Regions from separate parts of the Zea mays genome. Here region 2 is linked to region 1. A link is a contact called in public Hi-C data. All regions are on one chromosome and are shown on one strand. Each heading gives the region's core, a stretch centred on a gene start, on an enhancer-like site or on the middle of the called end of the contact. The rest is flanking DNA. Distances are from core to core; before and after follow the strand shown. Region 1 holds the start of LOC100382964. Region 2 has its middle 13 kb from the start of LOC109945042.

What was found. Hi-C and Micro-C count contacts between places; a contact is called where the count stands out from the background.
Region 2: a Hi-C map of ear shows a contact between it and region 1, with 2.2 times the contacts expected there. The contact joins the enhancer-like site here to the promoter of LOC100382964 in region 1. A contact is called at or near these places in 2 of 25 Hi-C or Micro-C datasets (ear and tassel).

What each region holds. Positions count from the first base shown.
Region 1 is chr3:92,012,718-92,015,417 of Zm-B73-REFERENCE-NAM-5.0, forward strand. It overlaps LOC100382964, which reads left to right and starts at 1,351. Exons shown (of 3, transcript NM_001175648.1): 1 at 1,351-1,754. The coding sequence starts at 1,716.
Region 2 is chr3:92,531,266-92,533,965 of Zm-B73-REFERENCE-NAM-5.0, forward strand. No RefSeq gene overlaps it. Among protein-coding and RNA genes, the nearest start is that of LOC109945042, 13 kb to the left of the region's middle. Within about 2 kb of position 1,331, at least 18 of the 20 cell types and tissues checked have an H3K27ac peak or open chromatin away from gene starts, as enhancers often do. A contact at or near this core is called in ear and tassel, where this site is marked.

The DNA.
Region 1 (2,700 bases), core at 101-2,600:
TGGTTGGCCCCGTTTTCCAAATCAAATTACCGAAATCGGTAGCAGAGCCACCACATTCCGCATGAACCCTATTCGACCAATTCGGACCGTCCGCACACAGTGCCAGATCGTCCAAAAACATCAATGGACGGTCCAACAACATGGCCGGACAGTCCGCGCACTCAGTCAGATAGTCCCGTATCTGACCAGACAGTCCGACGCAGAGTATTATCACCCATCTGTATACCCATCTCAGCCAATGTAACACCCTGAATTTGGGGGTATAAAATTTCTTTTCTAATATTCACAAAATTCAAGTGTTACCCTCTCCTTTACCGATGTTCTCCTATTTTTTCTAAATAGTGGAGAGTTATTTTCTATATATATATAGGCATTAACTTAGTAAAATAAAAGCCTAGCTAGAGAGGCTTTGATTGTCACATTCATGCTGTTGCATAGTGTGTATGACTGCAAAAAGTTGTGCTACTCGGGTCTTGCCCTTTCTGGGTCTTGCCCTTTTTGCGAGATCGTCAAACCGCTCTTCTCCTCGCGAACGTTGTGCTACTCGGGTCTACCTCGTCTACCCCCGCCTACCACATTGCCTCGCCTCGTCACGTAGTGCCTCACGTGTTGTACGTGCAACCACTTTTCTTCCTCACTAGTTCCTCTCAGTCATTCCAGTACCACGTGCGTCAGGGATATTCTTCTTCAATTACCTCTCCCGTTCCACTCAGCTTGTTGGGTTTGAACCCATGGAAAAACAACAACCACCTTGACTAGCCCCACTTTCCTAATCACCTCGCGTCCGCTCTTGTCCACCTCGCCCACGAACTGCCACATCCATACAAGAAAGTTTGTATCCTATGCAGTCTCGTACAGCCCACACGACCTCTCTTCCCTCTATGTAGTAGCGCTAGCCATGGCAACTGCCGCCCATGGAGCAGTCGTGCTCTACTTCCCTGGCGATGAGCATGACCGGGATATTCTCCTCACGCGAGCACGACATCCTCGGCCCACTGCGCTGACCCACTTCGCGCCTGGTGCCCTCTCCCGCTGGCCCATTGCGGCCTAGCCCCTTTGCTCTGTGTGCATGGGTGGTCCTATGCCAGCAGCGCTCCCGTGTGGCTCGTCTGCGCCCAGGCGCACCCGCGCAGGGAGCAAGCCAAGGGCCCACACGTCAGCTTGTCGCTTCCTCCTAAAACTGTCAGCCGCAGCTCACGTTTTTCTTGCTCGGATCACGCAGCGCGCGTGCCCAGTCCTCCTAGCCACTGTTCATCTACTCTCGAACCACCCAAGAACTAATCTCGCCCACGACGCGCCTCAGTTTTCTTCCCCTCCCCTAGATCCGGAATGGCGATTGCGGTCGAACTGCTGCTATGGCTGGCCGAGCCCCCTGCTCGCGCCTTCAGTTCGTCCAAACATTGCCAAGTCCCTCCCTAGTTTGAGCTCCCTCCCTGCTCCAGCTTTGTCTAAGTCGCGCAGCCTCCAGCCATGCGCGAGCAGCCGTTGTCCGCCCCTGCCCTGCCGTGCTCCGGCCAGACCACCCACAGGCGTGTCAAGGCAGGATAAGGCCCATGCGCGCGATAGCGGCCGGCCTGACCCTCGTCTGCGTGGCCTAGTGGCTAGCCTGTGGCCCGGCGTGATCAGCCTGCCATTGCGGCGGCGCAACCCGCCATCCTCGCCGTCGTCATGCCCGTGTCCTCGTCGTCGCTCGTGCGCTGCGTCGTGCACGCAACATGTCGTCGTATCTCGCCTCGTCTCGCCGTCGTCGCGAGGTAAGCCTCGCCTACCCCTTGCACGCAATTTACATGAGCTTCGCACGACAACACGCAAATCGCAAAATACGCGCTTTAACAAATTCATTTTGTCGTATCGTTTAGGTTAAATAATTAGTTAATGGTGTGGTGTTATCGGTTGTTAAAAAATATGATAGTTCAATCGAATCTAGCTTATAATTTTAATTATGCGATTGTAAATACGCGACAATGTGATTTTTAACCACTTTGATATTGTATTTAATATCTATTTAGTGTTTGGTAAAAAATCAACATTTAGTTAGTGATTCTCGTGTGCTGCTTCGCGCGTCGCACGCACGTCGCGCGTTGTCCGCTCGCTATCCGCCTGTACTGTTCGTGTACGTTGTCACCGCCCATTCTGCGTGTGTCGCGTGCCCTATTCTACGCGTATCGTGTGTTCTATTCGCACGACGATCGCGCATGCTATTCACATGTCGTCATTCGCTCGAGTCGCAATTCGTGCACCTTAATAAAATTGTTTATTAGCCACGAATTATTAGCTATTCAATATATAATGCGCCATAAATATGTCTGGATTCGTTTCAGTCGCGTCAACTCTGTAGCAACACCGATTTCATATTAGTAACGTATTTTATCATGTCGCAAGTTCTAATTGTTTAATTAGTTGTTCATTCGACACTTATTAAATAAAATGACCTTCTAATTAAAACTAGTTTATAGTTTTTAACTCACACTTTTATAAATAAATATTAACTCGATGAACACCAACTTAAACGCTTTTCAGTCAACACTTGTTTATTATAATCGCGTTATCTGTTAGCGATTATCACACGTCGCCGTTGTTCGTTCGCGCGTTCGCGCCGCGTGTCTGGCACGCGCGTTGTTGCGTGCTGTTCGCGCGCATCGTCACGCGTCATTTGCTCATGGTCGTACGTGGTCGTGCGCGCTTTTCCGTGTGCTCCTT
Region 2 (2,700 bases), core at 81-2,580, 520 kb after region 1:
TTGATGTGTTCTCATGATGTTTGTCCTTCTGCTATGACTGATTTGCTTCTTTGGAATGAGTGTTGATGTGTTGTGGCCCTTGGTTCGCAATGACATCTGTTTACTAGGTGAGTGTCGTAGAGTTAAGTAGTTGGGTTCTCCCCCTGCTCTCTCTGATCCGTCTGTACTTACCTTTTCTCGCTATTCTTTCCTCTTGCGCCTATCCATTTGGCAACCTCCAACTCCTCCAAATCAGTCAAGATCAGAGTCGGCAGCATCTTCATCAAGTGTGTATCAATGCTCCTATAAAGGGGTTAGCCGCTAACCCCAATGAAGACAACGCGATCAACATCAACCAACAAGATCAGAGTGGCACAACGAAAGCGTGTGTGGGTCCTAACCCACAGGTCCAAGAGATCCTCAAGAATTGCATCAATCAGTCTCAATCATCTAAAGGTCAAAGCAACCGGTCCGCAAATTAAAGTTGCCAGAGTCAAAGTCGAGTTAGAAGAAGCTATGAAAGACCGATGAACCAATCTCATTTTCTTGCTTGCCTCTTCTTGAATCTCGAGGGCGAGGTTTCTGTTAAGGGGGTTAGATTTGTAACACCCTGAATTTGGGGTGTAAAATTTCTTTTTTCTAATATCCACCAAATTCAGGTGTTACCCTCTCTTTTCCTTGCTTTTCTATTTTTTTAATAATGAAGTGTTATTTTGTTAACGTAAGCCTACTGAATTGAACCCTAGGGAAGCTTTGTGTGCTGCATTTCATGCTGAAGCATAGTTTTGATTGCTATCGCATTTAGTTTTATTTAAATTATTTTGGGCTGGATCTAATATATATTTAATTTCTACTATTCCTATATATACGAAAAGAAGAGAAATAAAAAAGAAGAGAAAAGAATTAAAAAAAAGAGAACGGTCGTTCAGCCCATCTCCCTGAACCACCATGCTCTCATCTCCCCTCACTCTCTCATTCTTACAGGTGGGCCCATGCGTCATCTCCTCCACTCCTCCCTCTATCTCCATTGTGATTCCCTTTCCTGCTCACGTCGTTGGCGGTTCCAAGTTTCCCCGACGAGCACGCCCTCTCTCCCTGCGCGTCCGACCATCCCAGGACTATCTCCCACGCCTGTCTCTCCTCTCCCCTCAGAGTTGTAGTGGTCGTTCGGCTCGATTGCCTGGCGCGACGGAGCAGCACGATCCGTGGCCAGCTCATCTGCCCAGCGCGGCAGCCTCGGCTCGGCGGCCCACGACCTACCAACGCAGCGGCGCGCTGGCTCGGTGCGACAGCCTTCACAGCTCGCCCACAGCGACGTGACGACCCAGGCGTGGCCATGGCACGTAGGGCCCACCACGCCCCAGCTCAGCAGCGCACCCTCCCCCTCGACCCACCCTGCGCAACCGCAGCCGCTGCCCCTGCCCTGGACCATCTCGGCCATTTGGCCCAGCGCGCCCCCAGCCCACCTCTCGTGCTGTCTGCCTGGCTGCACAACGTGCACGCGTGGACAAGTTGCCTAGCCCGCAAGGCACTATTCATCTTCCCAAAACCACCTCTCTCCTCTGGCTATGCCCATGTCCCCTCTCCCTCACCAAAACCGCTCGCCCAGCCGCCCATGACGCTCCAGATCAGCACTATGCTGCTCGCCCTCGCCTCTCTGGAGCTGCTCGTCGCGCCGCCAGATCGACGTCTGCTCGCCGCTGCCGTGTAGGTATGCTCCATGGCGTCCTCCCACTCCCACCTCGTCCCGGCGAGCTCACCCTGTGCCATGTCGCGCTTTGCCTCATCGTCTGCGTCATGCCGCCGGTGAGCCGTCGTGCTGGCTGCTAGCCCACCGAGCTCTCCTGCACGCGCACCGTCAATCAGCCCGCCCAGCCGTGCCTCCACCTCCCCATCTGCTGACGGGTCCCATGCGCTCGCCGTGGCACCATCCACCGCGCCCCTCTCGTGCTCCACCGCCGCCGGCCATGGACCCTGCTCCACAGGCCGCATCATCGTCGCCTGGCCATGGCCGCCGACGCCGACGTGGTCCATTCCATTCCCTGGCCAGCAACTGACTCGCTTGAATGCCCCTTGCGGTTAATCGTACGCGTCATGCATGGGTGCAAGAAGGAAAAGGCATGCAAGTAGAAATGCTCGTGGGCCCCATGTTGCATGTCGTATTCCCCTCCTGGCTGCATGCGATCAAGGGAAATAGTCCTCCAAGGATCCGATGTGGATGCAAAATCCATGACCATCCTTGGGATTTGGCTCAGACCAATCACAACGCACCACATCACTTTAAATTTGCGGTTTATTAAATACATGTTAGAGTTTATGTTAAATCCATTTTATTTTATTCGGATTGCGTTAGCTTCGTAATAATGTCATGCACACATTAAAAATATTGTTTTGTCGAGACCCATGTTTTATTTATTTAGTTAATTGTTAGTTCGTTCGTTGGTTATTAAAAAATAACAGTTAGTTAAAACTAACTTATCGTTTTAAGCTACCCTTTTATAAATACATGTTAATGTGATTATGCCAATTCAAATGTTTTTTAATTTATTCTTGCTTAGTATAAACGTGACATTAGTTAGTCATTCGCGTGTGTCGTGCGCACCGTTTTCGCGTGTCGTACACATTGTCGCGTGTCGTTCGCGCAGTATCGCGCGCTGTCCACGCGTGATATTAAACCCTTAGCTTATAATCTCTCATGTCAGTTAATTAGCTATTTCTTTA